Regions from separate parts of the Capra hircus genome. Here region 2 is linked to region 1. The links are chromatin contacts, called in public Hi-C maps. All regions are on one chromosome and are shown on one strand. The core of a region is the stretch at or near the end of the contact, and the rest is flanking DNA. Distances in the headings are between cores, read along the strand shown. Region 1 has its middle 3.5 kb from the start of CAPN11. Region 2 has its middle 24 kb from the start of TMEM63B.

What was found. A called contact is a pair of places that touch in the nucleus more often than the background predicts.
Region 2: a contact with region 1 is called in a Hi-C map of blood, with 2.3 times the contacts expected there. The contact joins two enhancer-like sites. A contact is called at or near these places in 2 of 5 Hi-C or Micro-C datasets (both in blood).

What each region holds. Positions count from the first base shown.
Region 1 is chr23:31,159,266-31,164,734 of ARS1.2, reverse strand. No RefSeq gene overlaps it. Among named protein-coding and RNA genes, the nearest start is that of CAPN11, 3.5 kb to the right of the region's middle. Within about 2 kb of position 3,459, at least 1 of the 5 cell types and tissues checked has an H3K27ac peak or open chromatin away from gene starts, as enhancers often do.
Region 2 is chr23:31,214,441-31,219,909 of ARS1.2, reverse strand. No RefSeq gene overlaps it. Among named protein-coding and RNA genes, the nearest start is that of TMEM63B, 24 kb to the right of the region's middle. Within about 2 kb of position 3,434, at least 3 of the 5 cell types and tissues checked have an H3K27ac peak or open chromatin away from gene starts, as enhancers often do.

The sequences.
Region 1 (5,469 bases), core at 2,210-4,709:
TTGGATGGCATCACCGACTCAGTGGACATGAGTTTGAGTAAGCTACGGGAGTTGATGTTGGACAGGGAAGCCTGGCGTGCTGCAGTCCATGGGGTCTGTGTTGCAGTCCATGGGGTCGCAAAGAGTCAGCCATGACTGAGCGACTGAACTGAGTGCACAGAAAACTTACGTTTACACTGTAGTTTATTGAGTGTGCAATAGCACTATTTCTAAAAAAATAAAAATAAATCTACATACCTTAATTTTAAAATACTTTTTTGCTGAAAAATGTTAGGCATCATGTGAGCCTTCAACAAGTCGTAATGTTTTTGCTAGTGGAAAGTTTGAAATACCAAAATATGACAGAGTCACAAAAGGAGTAAATGCTGTTGGAAGAATGGCCCCAGTAGACTTGCTTGACCAGAGCAAGGTTGCCACAAACCTTCAATTTGTAAAAAACGCAGTATCTTCAAAGTTCAGTGAAATGAGATGGACCTGTCATGGAGTCCTCAGAGGAGCCCTATTCCAATTGATAGATGAGAAGTGTGAGGCCCACGGCCAGGATGTCCCTTGCCCCAGCTAACACAACCTGGACACAGTGGAGCTAAGGCAGGATGAAAAAAACCTTAGGATGCTATGGGAGCTTAAAGACAGGATATCTTGCCTCATTCAAACTTTTTACAGTTCAGCTGAGAAAACTGACATGGAAAGGAGAGTAATTAGTCAAGGACCCCAAAATAAACCAAAATGACTGGTGTGGTACCAGACCCTTTCCCCAGGGGTCATGGAATTAAGCCAGAAACACCCCCTCGCCTGCTCTGAGGCATGCCAGTGGCCTAACCATGCCAAGAAGAATGGTATGGATTGAATGTCATCCCCCAAAAAGATATATTGAAGTCCTAATCCCCAGTACCTCAGTCTGTGGCTTTATGTGGAAATAGGGTCATTGCAGAAACAATTAGATAAGATGGGGTTGTGCTGGAAAAGGATGGGTCCCTAATTCAGTACAACTGGTATCTTTATAAGAACAAGAGAGAGGCAGAGTGAAGACCATGTGAAGTCAGAGATGCACAGGGTGAGTGCCACATCAGTGGCTTCAGGAATCAAGGAGGCTTTCAAGATAAAAGAGATCCCGTTGGGGTGTCAGGGACAGCCCCTACCTGTCAGTCTTGGACGGAAAAAGAGGGAGGGACTCAGACTTATCCTGAGATGATGGCATGAGGATAGCCAGCCTGGTGGTGGCCCCCAGGGTGGGAGTCCTGGGTCTCCTGTCCCCACAGGGAGATGGCCCTTGGACTGGTGGGTGGGGACCAGGCAGATAGAAAGGGGCCATTTGTACCAGCACCAGCCTGTGGGGGACAAGCGGGAAGGAGGCAGCTGTTAAAAACGTGCCACTGACTTAGGAATCCCAGGGGATTCTGGGAGAGTTCTGGGGGGGGGAGGGGTCCTCTGCAAACCCCCCATCCCCAGAACCTTCAACTGTCAAGCACCATGCAAGCTACCAGTATGCTGTACTCTCCAGGTAGGCACTGATGGGGTTTGTCCCACTCATGTACCTGGCAGACGAGGACCTCCCCCACCCCAGGAAGGGGCTGTGTGTCCTTGGGGGTGACTACTCCGTCAGACTGGATGCTCCCGAGGCTCAGGAGTTGGGCCTCTTCCTCAGCCAGTCTGGGAAAGAACAGGCCATGGATGGTCAGACCCTCAGGAGACCAACTTCCTTGTCTCCGCTGAGTTGGGGAAAGGAGAGGGACCAGCCACTCTGCTGTCACAGCCTCCTGGGGAACGGTCTCCAGGCTTCTTGGGAAGTGTAGGCCAAGGGGAGACCCAAGCCCAGTCTAGACAACATCTTCATTTACTTAATTTACTCTCTGCTCTGAGAATTAAGGTGGTGTCCCTCAATCTTCAGTCTTTGCCAGCATCAGGGTCCCTTCCCGAAATTGAAGGCAAAGGGAGAGGGGGCGGCAAAGGATAAGATGGTTAGGCAGCATCGCTGACTCAATGGACATGAGTCTGAGCAAACTTGGGGAGACAGTGGAGGTCAGAGGAGCCTGGACATGACCTAGCCCCTAAATCTACAGGTCCCCGGTCTGACGGGAGAGACAAGACGTGCACCCGGGACAAAAATCATCCTATCTATTCACTCCTTGCTTTCACATATTGCTCTGGCCATCTGCCTCGCCTTCCCCCAGCCAGCCCTGCCTGTCTGTCTGTCTATCTGAGCTTGCCCATGCCTGGGCCTGAGACATTTGGGGGATAACTGTGGTGGAGTGTGCGTGTGCGTGTGTGTGTGTGTGAGGCCTCCCTGCAAGCCCAGCTGCTGCGTCAGGAGCGCAGACCAGGACAGTGAGCGATGACCTCTCAGCTGGGTGATGAGCTTGAGGGAAGGCTCCAGGGAGATTAAGGAGACTTATCACCTTGGTTTGTTCTCTGATGTTCTCCAGTTTTCTGGGACACCAGCACCTTCTGTGGTCCTCCCAGACCCCCTCCTCCATCCCAAGAGCTCAGCACAGCCACTCTTGGGGGCAGACACACACATACACACATGTACTCCACAGATACGCACATACTCCACATACACAGACACGCTACACAGACACACCACGTAAACACAAACACACATTCTCCACACATACACACAATACTCCACAGATGTGCGCGCGCGCACACACACACACCCCTTTCTTCGCTTTCCCCTAGCCTGAGGGAGGGAGAGGGAGCTTCCCGATCATTCCTAAGAGAAGCCCAGAGGGCTTAGGTTGGAAGAGAAAGGGCTGGAGGGAAAAGGGGTGAAGGGAATAAGTCCCAGATTCCCACCCACCTACTCTCTCCCCTGCCCCCAACTCTGGTCTTCCACAACCGGAAACCCCCCAACCTTGGTGTCGGAAACCCCCCAACCTTGGTGTCGGACACCAGGGCAGTCCCAACTTGGCACAGGCCTGTCTGGGGGCGGCCTCACCGAGCGGGTAGCATTGAGCCAGAACTCTTCCCAGTGGACAGATGTGAGCATGGGGTCAGGAATGATTCCAAGCAGAGGCACAGAGGCAGCCTGTGCTCCGAGGTGCTGGGCTGGTCAGGGGCAGCCTGGGTGGGTTTGTCAGGCTAATAAGTCGAGAGAACAGGGGTCATTCCTGGACCCGGGGAAGTCCCAGGAGACACTGATGAGGGACTGAAGAATGGGTTTGCTTGCTTGGGGTGGTGGGAAGAGTAAGGGGGCATCAGGTAAGTTCAGCCACAAATGGCCTGTGGCCTCCCTAGTTGACGAGCAAGGGGAGGTGGTGCTGGGTCCCCTGACCTCCCTCCAGGGCAGTGTGGCGAGAAGGTCACGAGCCTAGCCTGGGCTCTGCGGTCAGACTGAATCCACCTCAACCCTGACTCTGTGACCTTGGGCCAACCCCTGACCTTGGCGCTGCGGCTTCCTGTTCTGGTAGCTGTGGGTAAAGCACAGCCCTCTCTTGGGCCTGGTGTGCCCGGCAGAGCAGGCGCTCAGGCCTGTCAGCTCAGCTGCTCTAATTCTTCCTGACCAGTTCGAGGGAGGAAGCACAGCTGAGCCCCCAGCTCCTGCCTCTGAGGAGCGCAGTGCCCCTTCGGGGGCCCAATCTGGTCTCCCCTCTAGACAGCCCAGGACCCCTGCCCCTCTCTGCAGCTGCCCTCTTCTTTTCCTCACTCTGGGTTCCTCCCTCACCCCGGGCCCCACTGGGCTCTGTTTAACTTAGACCACATCCTTCCAGCCTTCCCGCTAAGTGCTTCCTTATTTCAGAAACAGCTGAGAATATGGGGAGATGGGAGGACCGTCCCTGGGCGCCCGGGGGGTGGGACTGGAGATTCAGAGTGGGTCTTGCACTGTGGTCTCAGCTCCTCTTGCCCCTCCTCCGTGCTCTGCCCTGGGGTTCACTGATGATGGCAGAGGGCAATCAGTCCACGGTTAGGAAAGCCTCAGGAAGCGGGTAAGAGCCTGCAGTCCCTGTGCAGGAGGATGGATCCTGGGTCCCCCACTGCTGCTGACCCAGGGTCTGTCAGCCGGCCTGACTTTTCCTCTCAGAGACTCAGCTGTGGGGCCATTCCCTAACTGGCTCTCGCCCCTGAGACACTCCTTTCCTTCTGCCCTCCTGCCCTCAACTCTCCGTTATTTCCCCTCTCCCCAAAAGGCAGTGTCTGTTTGCACAGTCTGGAGATCATTAAAAAAAAAAAAAAAAAAAAAAAAGCAGCTCTATTGAACTGTGATTCACACACACACCGTATAATTCACCCATTTAAAGTGTAGGAGTCAATGGCTTTCAGTACACTCACAGAGTTGTGCAACCATTGCCACAATCAATTTTAGAACCTTTTCATTCTCCCCCCCAAAGAAATCCCATACCCTGTAGCCATCAGTTTCCAACCCTGCAACCCCCTAAGCCCTAGGCAACCATGATTATACTTCCTGTCTCTATATGAATTGGCCCATTTGGAGCACTTTGCATAATTGGAATCATATCATATGTAGTCCTTTGTGACCGCTGTCTTCACTTAGCCAAGTGTTTTCAAGGTTCATCTCAGTGCTTCATTTCTTTTCATCATCTATGTATTCCTCATTTTGCTTGTCCATTCATCAGCTGATGAACATTTGGGTTTTTCCCCCCACGTTTTGACTATTGTGACTAATTCTGCTGCTATAAACATTTGTGCACAGGTTTTTGTATGGACAGATTTTTTTAAATTTTATTTACATATTTATTTTTGGCTGCGCTGAGTCTTTGTTGCTGCACGCAGGCTTTCCCTGGTTTTGATGAGTGGGGCACGTCTCTAGTTTCAGTACACAGGCTTCTCACCGCAGTGGATTCTCTTGTTGCGGAGCGCGGGCTCGCTAGTTGCGCCACACAGTCTTAGTTGCTCCGACTCACGTGGAGTCTTCCAGAACCAAGGACTGAACTCATGTCCTCTGCGTTGGCAGGTGATTCATAACCTCTGGACCACCAGGGAAGTCCTGGATGTATTAACATACTTTCATCTCTCTTGGGTATATATACCTAGAGGTGAAATTTCTGGATCATGTGGTAATTCTGTGTTTAACTGAGGAGCTGCCAGACTATTTTCTGAAGTAGCTGCACCCTTTCACATCCCCAGCAGGAGTGTCTGAGAACGCCAATTTCCCCACATCCTCACCAACACGTCTCATTACCAATCTTTTGGATTACAGCTGTCCTAGCAGGCTTCCCTGGAGAAGGCAATGGCAACCCACTCCAGTACTCTTGCCTGGAAAATCCCATGGATGGAGGAGCCTGGTGGGCTGCAGTCCATGGGGTCGCTAAGAGTCGGACACGACTGAGCAACTTCACTTTCACTTTTCACTTTCATGCATTGGAGAAGGAAATGGCAACCCACTCCAGTATTCTTGCCTGGAGAATCTCAGGGATGGGGGAGCCTGGTGGGCTGCCATCTATGGGGTTGCACAGAATCGGACATGACTGAAATGACTTAGCAGCAGTAGCAGCAGCAGCAGGCTTCCCT
Region 2 (5,469 bases), core at 2,185-4,684, 55 kb before region 1:
TGCCAAGGCGAGGGTTCAACCCCTGGTTGGGGAACCAAAACCCCACAAGCCGTATGGTACGGCCAAAAACCAGAACAAAACACTCAAACGAAAGAGCACCTTGTGATGATAAGACCTTAGGTCCCGCTGTCTCTCGCATGGCCTGCTCTGCTTATCTCTACCCAGCCTCACCAAGGCCAGGCTGGTCCATGACATGTCCCTGTCCCTGTCTTCAGGAGTCTCTCTGGTGCTAAGAGCCATTCTTTCCAGCTCCACCCTGCCACTGAACTACCCCAGTTTTCTGCATTTTCCCCAAGGTCTCTGCATCAGCCTGTCCCTCCCATGTGATCAGTTCTTTGCTATATGTCCATGGGCAACTTACTTAGATTCTCTGTATTCTCTTATGTAGATTCTCATGTTGTCTGTAATATGGAGATAGTAATATCACTACTCATATCATATCACATAGATATGATCCCTCCTGGCTGCTGCACTCAGCTCTCTCTGTGACTCACTGATGCCCTGCTTCTCGCACATTCAAGTAGCTATAACTCCTCCTCCTGCAGGAAGTCACCTCTGATTGAACCAGATATGCTCCTGAAGCCCTTAACCCAACTATCACCTAGTAAGCACTCAAATATTGGGGGAGCTAAAATTTAAAATAACGATAATGGCTGTGATTCATTGTGCACCTACTATGTGCTAAGAGTTATTTATCCTACTTCATCTTCACCAGAGCCCTGGAAGGCAGATTTTATCATCCACATTTCACAGAAGAAATTGGAGACTTAAAGTGACTTGCCCAAGGTCACAGGCAGGTAATTGTCAAGGTCAGGGCTGGAATACAGGATTGTCTGACACAAATGTTTTCCCCCTACCCTACCCCACCTCCTTCAGAATCCCTTCCCCCCATCATCCTTCCCCCATATACCCTGTGGGTGTGCTGCATTTGAAAACTAGTTTTCAGTATACACATAATTTAGGGATAGAGTCTCCTTATAAAAATGTTAAAGCAGTTCAGACAGAGCTGTGTCACCTGGAAGCAAGATCTTCCACTCTGCCCAAAGAATCCCACTACAAATAGCATCCTGTGTATCATTCAAGCCCATTTTCCATGCATTTTCGGGCATTCTTCTGCATGTGTAGGGCATAAATAATATGGCTGAGTGTTATTGTTTGATTTTCCATAAATGATGTGAGTGCACTGTGTCTCACTCTTCAACATGCTTTTCCCCACCCAGTGATATGTCTTGGGGAGCTGCGCCTGCTTAGAGCCTTGCCATCTTTCCTTGGAACTGCCATGTGCTATTCCAGAGCAAAGATAGACTTTGCTTCCAGAACTGCCCTCTACATGTTGTTAACAGTTCTCATGATTAAGTAGAAGACTGAGGGGCTTCCCTGGTGGTCCAGTGGCGAAGACTGCGAACTCCCAAGACAGGGGCGCGGATTCAATCTCTGGTCAGCGAACTAGATCTCACATGCCGCAGCCAAGAGTTCACCTGTCATTCAAGATTCCACATGCCGCAAGGAAGATCAAAGATGCTGCATGCCACAGCTAAGACCTGGGCAGCCAGGTAAAACGAAAATTAAAAAATTAAAGTGAGGCTGAAATGCCCACCGACATACAGCCGTCCCTGTGTGCTATGATGTGTCCTGTGAAGGGTGTGGACAGTCGCCGCTTCTAACAACACATGTCACAGTTCTCAACTGGGAGCCACTGAAGGCTTTGGGGAGCCTCAAATCCCTGAAATCTCACCTAGAGTTATCTATGTGTGTGAACTATTCTGGGGAGAGGGTCCCCAGAAAACCTCACCAGTTTTCACGTTTCCAAAGGGCCTTATAAAAGCTGAAATGCTGTCCCACACTACCTTCTGTGCCTTTGCATAATACCGCATGACGAGCTCACAAGGACAGGGCGGGCGGCATGAAGCATATTCCTTCCCAGAGGTTGTGCCAACAAGGATTCCATCTAGTGCTGAGATGACCTTTCAAGTCAGATCTAGGTCAAAAGTCTGGCTCCAACCCTCATTGTGGGCAACTAAGTAATATCTGAGCCTCAGTTTCCACTTTACAAAGTCAGATGACTAATACCTGCTTGGTGGGGTTGTTGTGAAGACAGAATAAAACCAGCTGTGCCAGGCATCCTGCCCCACCCTTCCTGCCTGCCCTGGGGCCTCGGCCATCCGTTCCCCCACCCTCCTTCTAGCAGCATCATGGAGACTGAACACCCCAGTTCCTGGCCCTGGCACCTTAGACAGGTACCAGTTACTCCTCCAATTTGAGCTTCAGTTCCTGCATCTGTAGCACAGGGTGAAACCCAGTAAGACTATTGGAGCCTGACTCCTAGGGTGCTGGGAAGTCAAGTTGTCAGTGCACGAACTGATTGGAAGTGGGCTGCTGGCCAGAGAGTGGTCCTCAAAGTGCTCACTGTCGCTCTGGCCCCTGGGCACACCCCCAACATCTGAAGGGCACGAAGGCACCACTGAACCATCACTGGGTGATCAGGGATGCAGAGACCAAGGGATGGCACCAAGTGATGGCTTGCTCTCCTCGAGGCATCTTTCAGTCTAAGTCAGATGAACCCCTAAATCCTTCCCTCCTAGGGTCTTCCCCCAGAGCCCTACCTTCCCCCCAGGCAGTTTTGTGCCGCTCTGCTATGAGGGGTGGGAGTCAACTTCCTGAAGCCTGGGCATCCCTGGAGGCCCACACACGTGAGTCTTCTCCTGCTGCTAAGGTGACCTCCTGGTACTCACCTTGCTAACATCTTCTTACCAAAGACCCGGCACAGCAAGGGGAGAACCCATATGTCTGTGAAGAGGTGCTCGGGTCTCTCCAACCTAAAGAACTCCTTGAGAAGCAGCCATGACACAGGGAACTCAGCTTAGTGCTCTCTGGTGACCTAGACAGGTAGGATGGGGGCAGGGGTGGGTGTGGGAGAGAGGGCATATAACATACTTAAGGCTGATTCATGTTGTTCAACAATATTGTCGAGCAATTATCCTCCAAATAAAAACAAATAAATAAACAAAAAGCTCCTTGGGGGCGCCCCCTAGCTATAGCCCGCCTCTCCTCTTGAAGAAGTTCCCTTGCCACGTTCCTCACCTCCCACCCCACTGGCTTTGCCTGGGTGTTCCAACTGGAGGGATGGGTTTGGAGAGGCAGAGACAGCCTTTCCTCGGGTGTAGGAGGGGGCTGGTGGGGGGTGGGGAAGGACCCACACTCTCTGTCTGGGAACCCATTCAGGACTGGGTGCCAAGGACTGCACCGTGAGACAGGGCACTGCCAAGGAGCCCGCAGGCAGCTGGGCAAATGCAATGAAAGGCAGAGACCCGTTTCCTCCTTTCCTTGGCCAGCGTAGCCCCCGGGGGCCACAGCGGACAGGAAACTGCAGATAGCTGGCCTCCAGCAGGAAGAGCTGCCCTTGGCAGGGTGGAGGGAGCTGGCCTAGGAGGTGACTGGAAGTGACTGCCAGTGTCCGCAGAGCTCATGCAGCTGGCGCTTCCGGAAGACAATTTTAATAGCTGAGTGAGGGCACGTAACCAAAAAATATTTCCACCAGAGTCAGTGCCGCAGAAAGAGCAGGAGCTATGAGGTCAGATGCATTGACTTCAAACCCTAGCCCACACCTGACCCCCTGTCCCCTGACCCTTCTCAGCTAGGCTTTCTCAGCCATATCTCAGGCACCTGTGACCGCAGTGTCACTGTGAGGACTGCTTGGGATAGAATCTGTCAAGTGCCTGGTACAACTGGCACCAAGTAAGCCCCTAATACATTGCTTTCTTAATACACTGGGGTCTCTGCTCCTGCTACCATGTGCTAGAGACCCCAGGCCTCTAGATGGGGTGATGGATGAAGAGATGGAGTGTGTACACCAAGAGCTGCCTCTGCAGGGGGAGTGGCTGGACATTGACAGTAATGGGGTAGCAGTGTGCCTAGCCTGGGTTGGGGAATTGGGATGGGGCCCTGGGATGGGACGGGGATGAAAGGTCACTGTACTATAAGAGAATAGGCAGCACTTTGTGAAAACTGTCAATAAAACTGGACAAGGAACAGCAAGACAAACCCCCAAGTGACCCCAAAGTTGTGAGTCTGTAAGGTAGGAAGGTTACTGCCAGAACAGTCACGGAGAATGAGCAGGGTTTCAAAGCTCTGGGAAAAGTGACTCACCAAGCTAACCCATGGAGAAGAAAATGGCAACCCACTCCATTATTCTTGCCTGGAGAATCCCATGGACAGAGGAGCCTGGCACAGCCTACATGTAGTCCATGGGGTCACAAAGAGTCAGACATGACTTGGTGACTAAACAAAAGTGACCCAACCTTCGGGCAACCCCGCAAGCAGCTGACCTTGACCCCCAGCCCAGAGTGTCTCGTGTGGACCGAGTCCCTCCATCTGCACTCTGTGAGCCAAAGGACCCAGTGCTCTGACGACCTCGACTTGCTGCTCTATCATCTCAACCGTTTAGCCAGCTGCAGCCTTCTAGATTCTCCATCACCTGCTCTACTGCTGGGGCTCAAGTCAGGGCAATGGGCCAATAAACAGAAATCAAGTGCAGAGACGCATGAGTTCTATGTGGGTTTCATTCCTACAAATCTACACTGCTATTTAGGAACCAATGTTTCACGATAATTCCCATTCACCTGCCTGAAGTGATGGCTGCCCTCTGAACCCTGTAGAAACCACAGCCTCATAAACTGCTTCGTAAATATCTTTACTGTTTTCTAAATGTTTGAAGATATTAAAAATATTTTTGTGTGTGATTGAAAGCAAATTTAGGAATATTCTATATTCGGAAAAGAAAGAAAACAAATTCCAGTTAAGGGTTCCTTGTTCATGCCTGGCTAATCCTGGTATAATACATCCAAGTTACGACCAAAAGTCACGTTTCATTATGGGTTTTCTCCAGAAAAGCACACATAAGATTCTTTGGACGCAAACATGAACTCCAGCTTAACAGGGTTATCAGTCCAGATTTGGCATGGGAAGATAGCCTATGAGCAGGAATCGCTGGGCATCCAGCCAGTGTGTGCGAAGTCCACTGGGGAAGGATCTCCATGCAGATATGTGAGGCTGTGGGCTTCCCAGGTGGCACTAGTAGTAAAGAACCTGTTTGATCCTTGGGTCAGGAAGAAACCCTGGAGGAGGGCATCGCAACCCACTCCAGTGTTCTTGCCTGGGAAATTCCACGGACAGAGGAGCCTGGTGGGCCACAGTCCACGGGGTCACAAACTGTCAGACACAACTGAAGCGACTTAGCATGCACGCACGCAACCCTGTCCAGCACCAGTCCCTGGAAATATATCATAAATGTCAATGTCTGCCAACTCCTATACTAGACACCTGTACTGACTCCTAAATTGAGAATCCAAATTTTAACCTTTGAGCTCTCAATATTTTTTGTGTGCATTTACGGAGCACCAGAGAGACAGCCATGAACAAGACAGATGCTGTTTCTGAGCCCCGGTGGAGGGCGAGGGTTATCAGTTACAA